2 separate regions of the Mus musculus genome follow, and region 2 is linked to region 1. Evidence: chromatin contacts called from public Hi-C data. All regions are on one chromosome and are shown on one strand. Each heading gives the region's core, a stretch centred on a gene start, on an enhancer-like site or on the middle of the called end of the contact. The rest is flanking DNA. Distances are from core to core; before and after follow the strand shown. Region 1 overlaps Btd (biotinidase). Region 2 has its middle 36 kb from the start of Galnt15.

What was found. A called contact is a pair of places that touch in the nucleus more often than the background predicts.
Region 2: a Hi-C map of muscle stem cells shows a contact between it and region 1, with 2.3 times the contacts expected there. The contact joins two enhancer-like sites. A contact is called at or near these places in 1 of 484 Hi-C or Micro-C datasets (muscle stem cells) and 2 of 115 datasets of contacts at active chromatin or transcription factors (astrocytes and embryonic stem cells).

The regions. Positions count from the first base shown.
Region 1 is chr14:31,660,632-31,668,159 of GRCm38.p6, reverse strand. Btd (biotinidase) reads right to left here. Exons shown (of 4, transcript NM_025295.4): 2 at 5,835-6,090; 3 at 2,129-2,278; 4 at 1-1,419. The coding sequence ends at 247. Among named protein-coding and RNA genes, the nearest start is that of Btd, 23 kb to the right of the region's middle. Within about 2 kb of position 5,654, at least 375 of the 459 cell types and tissues checked have an H3K27ac peak or open chromatin away from gene starts, as enhancers often do. A contact at or near this core is called in muscle stem cells, where this site is marked.
Region 2 is chr14:31,989,575-31,996,182 of GRCm38.p6, reverse strand. No RefSeq gene overlaps it. Among named protein-coding and RNA genes, the nearest start is that of Galnt15, 36 kb to the left of the region's middle. Within about 2 kb of position 2,177, at least 30 of the 459 cell types and tissues checked have an H3K27ac peak or open chromatin away from gene starts, as enhancers often do. A contact at or near this core is called in muscle stem cells, where this site is marked.

The DNA of each region.
Region 1 (7,528 bases), core at 4,405-6,904:
CTGGCTTCAAATTTAAAACCAATTGTGTAGTGGGAAGAGGGTGTGGCCTGACAGACTAAAGTGAATAGAAAATACCAGAAAATGTCTCAGTCATTATGTAGAAAGGAAGGAACTGCCCCTCCCATTTTCTTACGGCTCCCCAGGGTGGGAGCCAGTGCCACAAGGGTGGCTTTCCCAGCACTTGGGATCTGTGGCCCTGGAAAGGCAGGTCGTCCCCCAGAGCCCACCCCGCTGACCACAGTTTTCCTACTTCCTCTCATACAACCGTCCATAGAGAGCTGCTGTCACCAGGCCGGAGGACAGTCCCCTCTTCCTCAAGAAATAGTGGTCATTCTCCCAGCCAAGCTGGTCAGGGGTGTCCAGAGTCATCCCCGAGGTGAGAAATAAAGGAAAGATATACAAAGTGCTGAAGTTCCCCCACAGATGAAAGTCAAACAAGCCCTCGGCCTCCGTGATCTCCTGCCCGCAGGTGTCGAAGCCAAGGCCCCCGCACTTAACCAGGGCACAGGTTTGAATGTAGTAGGTGCCGTGCACGGTGTGGAGTCCGTCAAAGACTCCCAGGGCATATAGCTCTTTGGACAGGGTGGGCCTCTCATACAGTAAGTGGCAACAGAGGCTGTTGGAGCACACCTGCAGGTGGCCTTCCGTTCCCCAGACAGGGACCAGGGTGAAATTGTCATACATCATTTCCGAGTGGAAGGTGGGCGGGACATTCACGTTCCACTTGGCGGCCTCATCACAGTGCACTTCCTGGGCATCCTTCTCACAGTACGGATCTCCGGACAGGATTTTTAAGAACTTCCTATGGGACGGGTCCATCTCACTAGTTGTATTCCCTGTCCCAGTGAGGCCCTGTGGGTTTGTGGCTACCTGGGCAATTATAAGGTGACCTTTGGGGTCGTCCATGTCATGGTACCAAAAGGACTTGAGAGGGGTGTGTATGCCACTGCCGGTCATCCCCAGAGTCGGGTGGTGGATGTTAGCTGCCAAAACGTTGACACCGAAGGCGGTGGCGAATGCTTTCTGAATTTCAATGGCTGCCAAGAGCGGTAGCTGGTTCATCCAGGCTGTGGGGTACACAATGTGTTTCACCTCAAAGTCTCTGAGGAGTCGGACGGCAGGGTCAAAGAATAGGATGTCAAAGCAAGTGAACACGCCAAACTTGCCAGCAAAGGGCGTATCAAAGGTGATGAGGTCCACGTTAGCAGGGGTATCAAAGGCCGCCTCAAAGTACAGGTTGTGCTTACGGTAGCGGTCGACAAGAGTTCCATTGTCGCTGAACACCACATTTGTGTTAAACTGGTATCTCCCGTCCTGTGGGCAACCAGGGTCGCTGCTGAGGCAAGGCTGTTTCGTTCCAAGATTGGCCACCAAGAACATCCCTCCCTTGATGGCCATACAACTCAGGCGCTGGAGGACCTGGGGAGGGTAATAAATGCAATAGGCAAGTTTAAATTCTACCTTTTGTGGGGAGCAATTTCTATTTAAAAAAAAAAGTCCCTATACTATGTCTATAATACGTAAGCAGCTCTCATAGGTCTGTGAGAAAAAGCTTCTGAGAACATTCAAAGGAGATACACAGGTGACTCACAGGACAGATATACGAAGCACCTGGACCAGTAGACTCAATAGTGACGACTCTTTCTAAATTTAGCATTTAAAAATATACTAAAATATGTATAGCCTTTGAGAAATTCCATTGCCAAGGGTTTTACGGGAAACCTCGAACATGCTTATAAAAATATACGTACAGGATACTCATTAAAACAGTGCTAAAAATAGAAAGAGTTAAAAAGATGGTAGCATGTCTCCTACTAGACAGGATGCTGGTGACGGTAGGAAAAAAAGAAACAAGGCACGGCACAGCATCGCCTCGGGAGTGGGAAGAGACCAGGCAGTGGTGGTGAGGAACTTTTAGAGTATTTTTTACAACTTGACTTGTTTAATATGTTTCGATTAGTGTGGGTCTTGTGAAATTCACCAATGAAAAGATCCGTATCTGCGTAATGTCCCGTATCAGCACGGGGCTTGGGGAGTTTAGGCTCGGTGGTTTGGATCCCAGAGCCTCCTTCAAACCTCAGGCAGCACACTGTGGCTTTTGGCTCAGTCTGCTGGACTCCTCACCTACCTCCGTGTCATTGAACCGAAAGGGCTCCAGACACGGGTTCCACCTGACCAGCTTGGGAGACGGCATAAAATCCAAGAACGGGTAAATGGATGTTCTTGTAAAGTTGAATCCGTGGATACCATCTTCTGGGAACACTATAATCTGCACACCCTGGAAGCAAAAAGACAAGAGAGTGCCATGAGGTAAGGGGAGAGAGTGTCCCTCACTGCCAGACATCAGCAGGCTGGCTGACCAGGGCTTTAAAGATGCTAGCCTGACTCAGCTTGAATGGAAAGGCTTGTTCTCAGGCAATCAGCTGACTCCCCGAGTGCAGGACAATGGCCCCCACATGTTTCCGTGTTCTCTAGGAAGAACCATGAGCATGTGTGGTTGGATGGAGGAGTGGGCAGCATTGCTGAAGGCCCAAGGACAGAGCTCATTGAGTGAATGTTAGGCTGGGCTCGCTCTCACTGGTGAACAGTGGAAGCCAGAGCCATCGTGAAGCACTTAAATCTATGCACAGATGAATCATCATTATTCCAGAGGATTTCACCCCCTCTCCCATATCTAAGTCAGTTGGGGTACTTTGGGAAAAACACTGATGTGGGCCCCATCCATAAAACGGCTGGCTGGAATGTGGGTGAGTCCTGGCTGCAGGATTTGTTTAAAGATGACTCTGCTGAGCAGTCCCAGCTGTGACTCTGGGGGCCGAGGATGGGCAGCAGCAAGTGCACTGAACTAAGAGAGTCGCTTTAGGGGCTCTGGCTGTGCTATAGGCTTCTCCCCACACTGGGCTCCCTGTGCCATCTACAGCATCCTAGGGCAAGAGAAGAAAGAAACAGGACTGCCCTCTGCTCTCCCTTAGCATCTCACCCTCCTGGCGCTCTCCAGTTCTGTGGATTAAAGTGTCAAACCTAGAACGCTGTCCCAATGCAGAGGGTGGAGGCAGCAGGCAGTGAAGGCGTGTCATTGTCGACAACGGTGCCTACTTCCTCAGTGCAATGCAACTTTAGGGTTTTTCCCCCCCTTCTGGTTATAAAAGCTCCGAACTCCCCCCCTCGTGTGTGTGTGTGTGTGTGTGTGTGTGTGTGTGTGCACACGCACTCTCTCACATCCTCTAACACAAAGGTGCTCTTGTTAATATTCTCCTCATCCTTTTCTCTCTGTGCAGCTGGGTATGCACGAGATGATAAGCTGGGTAGCACTCGTCTTTCTCATAGAGAGCATCCAGACATACCGTCTGTAATGGCCACCCCCTATGTGAGACACTACTGTTTCTTCTCCACTGATTATCTGAATCCAACCTCTGCAATAAAAAGATGCAGCAGATTAGCGGTTCCAGATTAGCGGGCTGCTTCAGTTGGGCAGTTTGACTGTGTACATAACGGGCCTCTGTTGGACTGTTACTCAGCAGATTAGCCTGGGAGGTAGAGACAGAAGGATCCCGAGCTCGAAGCCACACTAGCTAACAGATGAGACCCTGTTTCAAAACCAAGTTAAAAACAAAGGTCTTCACACTAGAGACTACATCTGTGCCTCGTGGGACATTAGCCAGTTCTTTAGCTAGCAACGAATTCACTGAGCCAGTGCTGGGCTGACTCCTTAAATTCCCACCGTTATCTAATGCATTAAATAAATAAAAAAAACTGTACTCATTCTGTATTTGCATGAGTCACACTTTTAACTTCCTGAAAATTATATCTGGAGAGAGCTTTTCCTCTCTTCAGGAAAATAAAAACCTTGAAGGGCATCTTATAGAGCCTGCCACTTCAGTTACGTCTACACATCGACCACGGTGCTTCAGCAGTGGTCTGGCAGGAGATCAAGAACTCCTGAAGAATGGAGCTCGCCAACCCCGGGAATGGGCTCTGTAAATCATTTTCCCTCTGTGCCAGGGGGACAGCGCTTTACCAGGCATGTGAGGGGTTCCTGTCCCAAGTGAGTCTCACCGGGCATGTGAGGTTCCTAAGTGAATCTGATGGAACACTCTGGTGCCCACAGACACAGCAGAGGTGCTGTGTCACCTGACAGCACAGAAGCACCCCTGTGAGCAGCTGCCATGACTCCCAGAAGCACCTATGCAAGCTCCAAACAGGGGATTTGGTTAGGCACCGTGGACAGACGGAGAAGGCAGAGGAGGAAAAGCTGAGGGGACCGAGGTGGCACTGTGCCGTTAAACACCTTCACCACAGGACCTGCCCTTGTTTGGGTCAGTGCTGGTAGGAGACCTGAAGGTGCAGCTGGGATTCATTTTACACAAACTTCAGCAGGGACATAAACAGGATAAGTATCAAATGTGTGGATGCTATGTGGATGCCAGTGAAGAGCCCTACATAGCCCACGAGGCTGACCAGTGAGCAGCGCAGGTGGGAAGCCTTGCTCAAGTTATCTGCCCAAGTGCAGCAGGGCAGCATGTGGCTGTGTGTGTAAAGGAACAGGAGTCACAAGTGCCATGGAAACGCAGTGTGATGGCATTGCCAGAAGTGTCCTGGGAACGACATCTGGAGTAAGAGAGCTGAGAGAAGCTTGCCCCCAACCCTGGTCACACAGCAGCTGGATTGTGGGCCATACAGTTCTAAGCACGAAGTCTGGAGAGCCCGAAGAGGCCTGGAAGCGAAGGCTCTTCCTGGGACTACAACACTTTTTCTGGGTGCGCCAAAGATGGAACGCAGCTACTTTTCTGAGCTCAAGGTCAGAACTACGGTAAAACAAACAAACAGCCCTTCCCACAGTTACATGGAACACAAGGACCTGGGAAACTGTGCTCTGAGCTTCTGAAGGTAGCCAAGAGAGGTGTGCCGTCCATCAGGAGTGCTGGACCATACACACTGACTAAGTCAGGACTTTAAAAAGCACCAACAAGAGATAGCCAAGTCGTTTCAGGTCATGTGATGAGGGCATGGGCGTAAGGGGACCTACTGGCAAAGCCAGCTCTAAGCCAGCAGCAAAGAAGATTGGCTCCCTTGCCATTTGGCCACAGTAGGCCTTCCACAAGCAGCAGGCTTAGCGGCCCCACCTACAGGGATGAAGCCCAGACTCCCTTGGTCCCAGGCTTCCTAACCCCACAGCTTCTTAGAAAAGCCACTTCCTGTCCTGTCCCAGGGGAGCCTAGCCTCAGTAGCCCCACCCTTCCTGGATGGCAGGAGAAGAAAGACAGTCAAGCAGGAAGCCCTTAGGAAGGGCTGGGGTCCTAGTCTGTCTGGACGCAGGGCTCCCATCTGGATGAAGTGCGACACAGACAAAGCACAGACAGCCCTTGTTTTGTGGGCTCTGACAAGCTTTGAATGCCTTTCAGTGCACGGAGTTCACTGTCCTTAAGGGTTTTCAAGGTTATTTGTTTGTTTTTCTGAATATTAGCATCACCCAGGGACGGGCTTTGAAAATTCCCACTGCCCAAACTGCATCCATTCTGGACCAGTTGGCCACAGTCCCAGCCCCACACCCCAGCTCTTGTTTACAATTCGCTGATTCCCGGCACAGGCACATGAATCAGTGACCTAGGCACTGCTTCTCCAGCTTGGGCAAAACACTCCCTGGGGACACATGCCAGTCCTGGCTCTGGAGGCCAGGGGTGGGGCCTGATTTAACAAGCAGTCAAGTCAACTCGGAATCTGCAAGCTGACCCGACTTCTCAGGAGGACCTCGGGAACCTGGGGTTTTTTCCTCACTCAGAGCAGCTGGCTCTGGGAGCCCTGAGCCCAGGTCAGGAGCAGAAAGCTGCTCTTGCCTTCTGGGCTGCAGCCATCACTTGCTGTTCATAGACGTCGAGGTTCTGCTTCATGAGCTCCAGGGCCTCCTGGCGGCTAACGAGCTCCAGGGGGTTTGGGCTCAGGACCGATGGATGCTCGTACACAGCAGCCACGTAGTACTCAGCCTCGCGGTGCTCCTGGGAGGCCGAGCTGACGCCCAACGCAAGCGCAGAACAGCCGAGGAAGAAGAGAGCAGGCGCAGTGCGGGCTCCAGACATAATGCAGACCATAAATCTGAAACGAACCGGCAGGAGAGAAGAGCTGAATAAGGAAAGCTGCCAAGGACTGAACTTTCGCAGCTGTGATTTATTAATCCTGGCAATTACACTCGCCCGCAGCGAGGCCGGGGCTCAAAGAGTTTGTTTCATGTCCCTAATAAAAGCCCGTGTGTTTCTCTCCAAACACGTAGAGCTGCGTTTCAAACGGCTCGCTGTGTTAATAGACTGAGCTTCAGAACATTTCCAAAACAGACTCGGTGTTTGCCTCGGTTTTCTAACGCGGCGGGCAGGAAGCCTGCAGTGCGCCGCTGCCTTGCTAGCCACGCAGTAGCCTTGCTACACAGCGCACTGCAGGAGCGCGGCTGAATTTTGGACACAATTCTGCGATATATTTGACGCTGAGACTTCTTACTCAGCATGGCAGGTCAGCCCTCTAGGACAGCCGTGATGGTCCCGAAGTTCCCGAACACAGGGCAGCTTCGTAGCTGATATTCTTCAGTCTTTATTTGGGGACGGTCTGGAGTCCTAGCTTCTGCTGTGTCACCCATAGGGCAGCCATAAAGGACTCTCTCCCTGTCAGAGTCCCGTGTGGCTTTCACCTGGAATCCGAGTGAGCCTCCACTGTTTTCTGTTTTGTCTGCTACTCCAAATCACTTGCTTAAGAACACACCAGATTCAAGCGGGGCGTAGTGGTGCACGCCTTTAATCCCAGCACTTGGGAGGCAGAGGCAGGCAGATTTCTGAGTTCAAGGCCAACCTGGTCTACAAAGTGAGTTCCAGGACAGCCAAGACTACACAGAGAAACCCTGTCTCAAAAAACAAAAACAAACAAACAAAAAACAAAAAAATCACACCGGGTTGGAAAGAAAATCCTTCTCACAGTCATAACATGTGATTTTCTAGAAAATACATTGGAATTTTGTAGTGAGTAGTCTCTACTTACCATGACAAAGTGGACACAAGTAAATTAGACTTCTGTATTACATTTCTGTACCCCCCCCCCCCCACACCTCTGGAAAATAGAACATTTGCTCGGCATAATTGTGTGTGTGTTACTAACTGGGATTACAGCTCTGCACCACCATGCCTGGTTTTTGCAGGGCTAGAATCAAAGCCATTCTGAAAGTCACCCTGGCCTCCTGACTAAAGCCCCTCCCCTGGCACAGAAACTGATCAGGCAGTTTACCTCAGCCAGACAGCTGCCCTGTGGAGACAGACAGGGGCTGACAACTGCCCAAGAATCCCGGTTCAATACTAAGGTAACTGACAAACCAAGGAATCCCACTGCTGTTCTTGAAGAAGAAACTAGCACCCTACCCAAAAATAACATCTGTCCAAACCTCAAGCCGGGACTCTTAGAGTTTGCATTCCCAAATAAACACCACAGGCCACTAGTTCTGTGCATTATTTAGCTAAAAAGTCCCAGAAACAACCCGTAATTATTTCAGCGACAG
Region 2 (6,608 bases), core at 928-3,427, 330 kb before region 1:
TCTTTCCAAACAGTCCCAACAACTGAGGACCAAGCATTTAAACACTTGAGCCCGTGGAGGCCATTCTCACTCAAACCCTCAAAGCAGCTCCACCTTGGTGTACCAGGTCTGCATACCGACTCCCTCCATTCTAAGCAGGGCTTGTCTGTCCCTCTGCATCAGCTTTAGATGTGTTTAAGACACTCCTTCCTGCTCTTAGCCCCTCCTCCCCATCCTCACCAGGCTTCCTAGCTCTCTCTCTCTCTCTCTCTCTCTCTCTCTTTTTAAAGATTTATTTATTTTAAATTTTATTTATATGAATACACTGTAGCCATCTTCAGACACACCAGAAGAGGGCCTCAGATCCCACCACAGATGGTTGTGAGCCACCATGTGGTTGCTGGGAATTGAACTCAGGACCTCTGGAAGAGCAGTCAGTGCTCTTAACCGCTGAGCCATCTCTCCAGTCTGAGCTTGCTATCTCTTGTAAGTCAGATCTTGATTGAGCAGCAAAAGAGGTTTTATTTTAAAAATTAGTAGATAGATGATGTACTGGCTAGTTTTGTGTCAACTTGACACAGCTGGAGTTATCACAGAGAAAGGAGCTTCAGTTGGGGAAATGCATCCACGAGATCCAGGTGTAAGGCATTTTCTCAATTAGTGATCAAGAGGGGAGGTCCCCTTGTGGGTGGTGCCATCTCTGGGCTGGTAGTCTTGGGTTCTATAAGAGAGCAGGCTGAGCAAGCCAGGTGAAGCAAGCCAGTAAGGAACATCCCTCCATGGCCTCTGCATCAGCTCCTGCTTCCTGACCTGCTTGAGTTCCAGTCCTGACTTCTTTCAGTGATGAACAGCAATGTGGAAATGTAAGCTGAATAAACCCTTTCCTCCCCAACTTGTTTCTTGATCATGATGTTTGTGCAGGAATAGAAACCCTGACTAAGACAGATGATGATGATCAATAGATGATAGATTGAAAGATGATAGATAGATAGATAGATAGAGCTGGAGAGATACTTTGGTTGGTACATTGCTAGCTTTGCAAGCATAAGGACATAAGTTTGAGCCACAGAACCCATGTAAAAAAACCCAGGAAGCTAAAATGGCAGGAAACATTCTCCTGAAAACAGCCTGGTGGGACGGGGATTCTCTAAATATCAGCTTATCTTTCGTCTTTTTATGAATCTGTTTTGATTTAAAGTACAGAGTGGGACCATTTCATTAGCCAGACTTAGATCATGCAGGCTCCTTCTGTTAAGGGAAGGAGAAAGGTCTCCTCAGACTAGACTCTGGAGAAAAGAAACCCTGGCTCAAGGAAGAAAGAAAGACGTAGAGGAAAGATAAAGATGCAAGGGAAGGCAGAGGAGGGAGGGAGGGAGGGAGGGAGGGAGGGAGGGAGGGAGGGAGAGAAAGAGATCAGGATTGTTTACTCTGCTCTTCCAAAGCAGGGCATTGAGTGCAGGAGATTGAACTGAGCTCAGAGGCCAAACCCTTTGCAACCAGCATAGATCCATTCATGAAGGAAGCCCTCAAAGATCCCAACTCCTAACCCTGTTGCATTGGGGACTATGTTCCCGTCGTGCCCTTTGGGGAGACACATTCAAAACACAGCAGGTAGTAAAAAACAGTTTGAAAACCTTTACAGAGAATTTCATGGATAGAAGATCATATGAGCTACATTAGTGACAAAGCTGAAAAACTTTACAGTTAAGCAAGTTTGATGCTAGCTGGCTTAAATAGCAGAGAGAATCCTGTTTAACACTCTGTGATGGGTTAGCTTTGCCCATCGGACACAGCCTATACCGACCTTGGAAAAGAGTCACAATCCAGGATTGTCTACCTTGGGTTGGTTTGAGGCTGTGTGTTGTGTAACAGTTTCATCCGAGATTGAAACATTCCATCCCACAGGGAAGCTTCCTTAATCAGGAAGGTAAACAACTCAAAATAGCTTCGGGAAGTCTGAAACTGACCAGATCCAATAATCCCTCTCTGTCTGAATCAGCAGTCAGAACTGAGAGCTGAGACAAGCCAAACTCGGAAGATGGCTCAAAGATCAGAGCAGCTGCCTGGAAGAGCTTTAGACGAACTGGGAGACCTAGAAGGACACGCTCCAATTTAACTGCCTTCAGGCTGCGCAGCATATCCCAGCCTCCCTGCTTTGTGGGAATCTGGGGTGGGCTTTGGTTATGCAGCTGTCTTTGAATCATTTCTGCTCCTGTAAGGAACCCCAATATGAATCACTAAGCAGGACTTTGGTGGTACTCATACTTAGGTCTGTTGTGGGTGGATAGGCTTGTGTGTTGCATCTCTGAAGGAAAAGTTATGTCAGACAACAACATGTCTATGGGGGTGGGGGATTACCTTAATAAAGTTAATTGATGTGGGAAGATCCAGCCCACTTTGGCAGAATCTAGGCAGGGGTCTCAGGGGGCCAGGAATAGACACACAAACCACTCAGTCACCAATCTCAGTCAGGTGGGGATGGTGTGTTGAACGCACACTCCAAGACTGATTAATCAGACATGCAGTCAGAAGTCAGGATCTAAAACTGCGACCACACACAATCCTCAGAACCAGTTTTTATATGGGAAAAACAGCTGAACAAGTGCATTTGTGACATTTACAACATATAGGCTGTCTAGACCAAGCAGCACTGTCTGACGCTTAAGCTGATAGTCTGGGTCTAGAGGCAAGGAAGCTAGGGGTTTTAGGGCCCAAGAATTACTGAAGGAAGATCCCAGACTCAAATAGTATGCACAGGTAAAGAACATTTATTCTACAGATATTAGCAGTATGAAGGGGTCAACCATTCATCAAAATGGCAACCCCTTAGGGGATTGCAGGCTCCTTTTTAGACAGGGCTAGGGGAATTTTCTAGAAGGGTTAGGTAGCCTCTAATATAATTGATAGGGGGCAAAGCGGTGACATTAGTACAATTCTGATTGGTTGCTAAGTTAGTTTCATTATATTTGGTGAGACCTTGAAGAATTTTAGAAACCAACTCTGTTCTGGCCTTGTTATCTCCTCCAACTAGATGTCCCAGGAGCTGACTCAGATCCAGACCTGTCCTCCCTAAGTCAGGGTCAGCAATGACTAAATGCCCATTGTCAGTGCCTCATACTGGGGGGCCTAGCTTGCTTGCCTGGGAATTGAAAACTTTTTATTCCCTAGGTTTTTGGACCTTTCAGGGGATCTCCAGAGTCCACCAGGCTCTGAGGCTTGGTGACAAATTACAAGTTGTTTTTGTCAGGGCAAGGAACAGTAAGTCAAGTTAAGGTCACGAGTTACAAAATGAAGCTACAAGATGACAATATGGCAGAGCTATTGTCAAGTTTTAATATTTAACAGTCATAAATTGTAAAAAGTGGAGAAAATGAATTGAGCCCAAGCAAGCATGCATGAGGCAAGCTGTTCCAAGTTCCTCCCTATATTTCCTGATCGTTACAGACTGCAGCCTAAAAGTGTAGACCAAAAGACACCTTCTGCCCTTGGTTTCTTTATGTCAGGGCATTTCATCCCAGCCACCTATCACACAATACAGTGACCAGTTGGTCATCAACTCTGGGAGAGAGGGAGAAAAAAAATATACGTTCAAAGTCTAGAAAATGATGAAGACCTCCAAGGTCATAAACAGAGTGATCGAAGACTTGGGAGACTTTTATCTTGAAGAGAATGTGTGAGAAACAAAACATCTGTGGGATGGCTACTCTTGGTTGTCAACTTGACTACATGTGGACTACCTGAGACTTTTCTTATGTTGTTTAGAGTGGGATGACCTACTTTTAACCCAGATCTTTAATCTTCTACCTTCAATCTGGGTCAGACTTCTGGTGGCAGCCTACATAAAGAACATGGAAGTAGTCTCTGTCTATGTGTGTGTGTGTGTGTGTGTGTGTGTGTCTGTCTGTCTGTCTGTCTGTCTCTCTGTCCCCTTCTCCCTCTCTCTGCCTCCCCCCCTCCCCGCCTGTCCTTGCTCTCAATAGCAAGTTTGTTTCTTTGCTGGCATTTGAGACATCTTCAGAATTCTGGACCATCTGAGACACCCAGCCTCATGGAATGAACAACTACTGAACTCTTGGACTTTCTGTTGATGGACAGCCATTATTGGATTAGCTGGACCACAGCCTGTAAGACACTTTAATGAATCTCATATATGTATCAGCTCTGTTCCTCTAGAGAACCCTGACTAACACAGGTTTTGGTACCAGGAGTGGTTCTATAGCAACAGAAGTATAAGGATGATGTTTTTAAGTATGTAGAATAAGCTTTTCTTTTCTTTTTCACTGTACAGATTTCACATATTATTTTTATTAGATATTTTCTTCATTTACATTTCAAATGCTATCCCAAAAGTCCCCTATACCCTCCCCCTGCCCTGCTCCCCAACCCACCCACTCCTGCTTCTTGGCCCTGGCATTCCCCTGTACTGGGGCATATAATCTTCCCAAGACCAAGGACCTCTCCTCCCATTGATGGCCTACTAGGCCATCCTCTACTACATATGCAACTAGAGACACAAGCTCTGGGGATACTGGTTAGTTCATATTGTTGTTCCTTCTATAGGGTTGCAGACCCCTTTAGCTCCTTGGTTACTTTCTCTAGCTCCTTCATTGGGGGCCCTGTGTTCCATCTAATAGATGACTGTGAGCATCCACTTCTGTATTTGCCAGGCACTGGCATAGCCTCACAAGAGACAGCTATATCAGGGTACTGTCAGCAAAATCTTGCTGACATATGCAATAGTGTCTGCTTTTGGTGGTTGTTTATGGGATGGATCCCCTAGAATAAGCTTTTCAATTTTCCAACACCTACAGTTACTGAAGCCTCTCCTGGGAGCCGTGAGAGTACCGAAAACCCACGGTGTGAGCTATTTTACACACTCAAGGAGACAAATGCATTTGATTATCCTGATTCACCAACTGTGAGACGCAATGGATTTGGTGACTATAAGTTTTGACAACTTGTGGAAAAAATAAAATGATGATGCTGGATGGGTTGCTCCTGGCATCTCTGGATAAACTGACAAGGGAAAAAAGTCATCTCAGTGATAAGATTAGCCAACTGTAGCATCTCAGAATGTGGTGAAGGATAACCATGATAGAGTTGATCAGCTCCAGATGAACAGAAGCCGTCTAGAGGTTTCTAAGTGTGCCCTGAAAGAGGATCTTCTCTCCAGCAGCCAAAGAGCTCAAGTTGTAGAAAATCAAATGGAAGCCCTCATCGATAAGAGTGAATTACGAAGAAAATTCAAGTCCCAGACTTGGAGGATACTGGCAGTTAATGTGAGGGCATTAATGAGCAAAGAATGGGATTCTGTAACTTGGGTGGGGATGTGTGGGAGAACCCCATTGAAGCTGAGAACTTTGAACCCTCAGATTCTCAAGGGTTCATTTCACCCGAGGAAGCAGTCTCTCTACCCTCACCAAAAGATGTTCTTCCACCCCCCACCCCCAACCCCTGAAATATTGCCTTTTGGCTCCCGACTGAAGAAATTAATCCTTCATTGATCAACCAGCAGTGACTGTCCAAGAAGGAGATGCCAGGCAAGACATTGCTGATGTCCCTGTGGTCACTGAGGGTTGATCAGTAGTGGCCTTTAGACCTATAACAAGACTGAAGGCTAAGCAGGCTCCTAGTGGGGAGGTAAAAGAAAATCGTTCACAAGGAGGTAAGCTATACTACTGAAGAGCGTCATGTGCATTGAAGCAGAAGTCTTGGGAATGTGTATGGGAATGGATTTTTAAAACTGTGAGATAACAGTGGAAGGAAGGTAACACTGGGTCAGCCTGAGTTGATGGGGCTGGAGAGATGGCTCAGGGGTTAAGAGCACTGACTGCTTTTCCAGAGGTCCTGAGTTCAAATCCTAGCCATCTGTAATGGAATCTGATGTCCTCTTCTGTTGTGTCTGAAGATAGCTACAGTATATATATATATATATATATATATAATCTTAAAATATGTTTTTATAAAAAGAATGTATCAAAAGCTTGAATAGTTGGCTGAAGTATTTGTCAAAATATGACCAACTGTCAAAAGGAGTCGGAGGTGCCTGGTATCCCTTGGCTTAGTGTTGATGAAGGGATTTTAAGGCTCAGCAAAATTGCAGTGCTACAATGGGAAGACGCGCCCTTCACTAATTTGATAAGTCACAAACTGGCATCTGCAGAGCTTTGCTGTCCCCTTTGCTTGTGCCACACCTGAGGGCTGGGGATGCTCCTTCTCCATGGCATGAATTAAATGCAATGCTTTAACTGGGCTCCAAAGTGGCAGAGGAAGGTAAGGTGACTCTAGCTATCCTAATGGGCAGCATAGACAAAGCACTGTCCATACAGCCTGACCCATAATGTGCAACACAAACAAAGTGAATTTTATGTTGGTGTGACTTATACAAACCTTTAATACTAGCTAATCAATCATATTGATTAATATATACAGTTCCAGGATGAACTATATAAGAAGCCTACTGCACATTTATTTGGTAAGTATAAGCAGAGAAAAATCTGTAAATGAAAGAAAAGCTACATTGGTTCATGGAAAAAGGGAATCACTGCCTATAAACCAGTTTCCAGACTCAATCTAGTTTGCAGACCCACAATCCTTGATTGAAGGGACAGCATGTTCCCCTTAGGAAG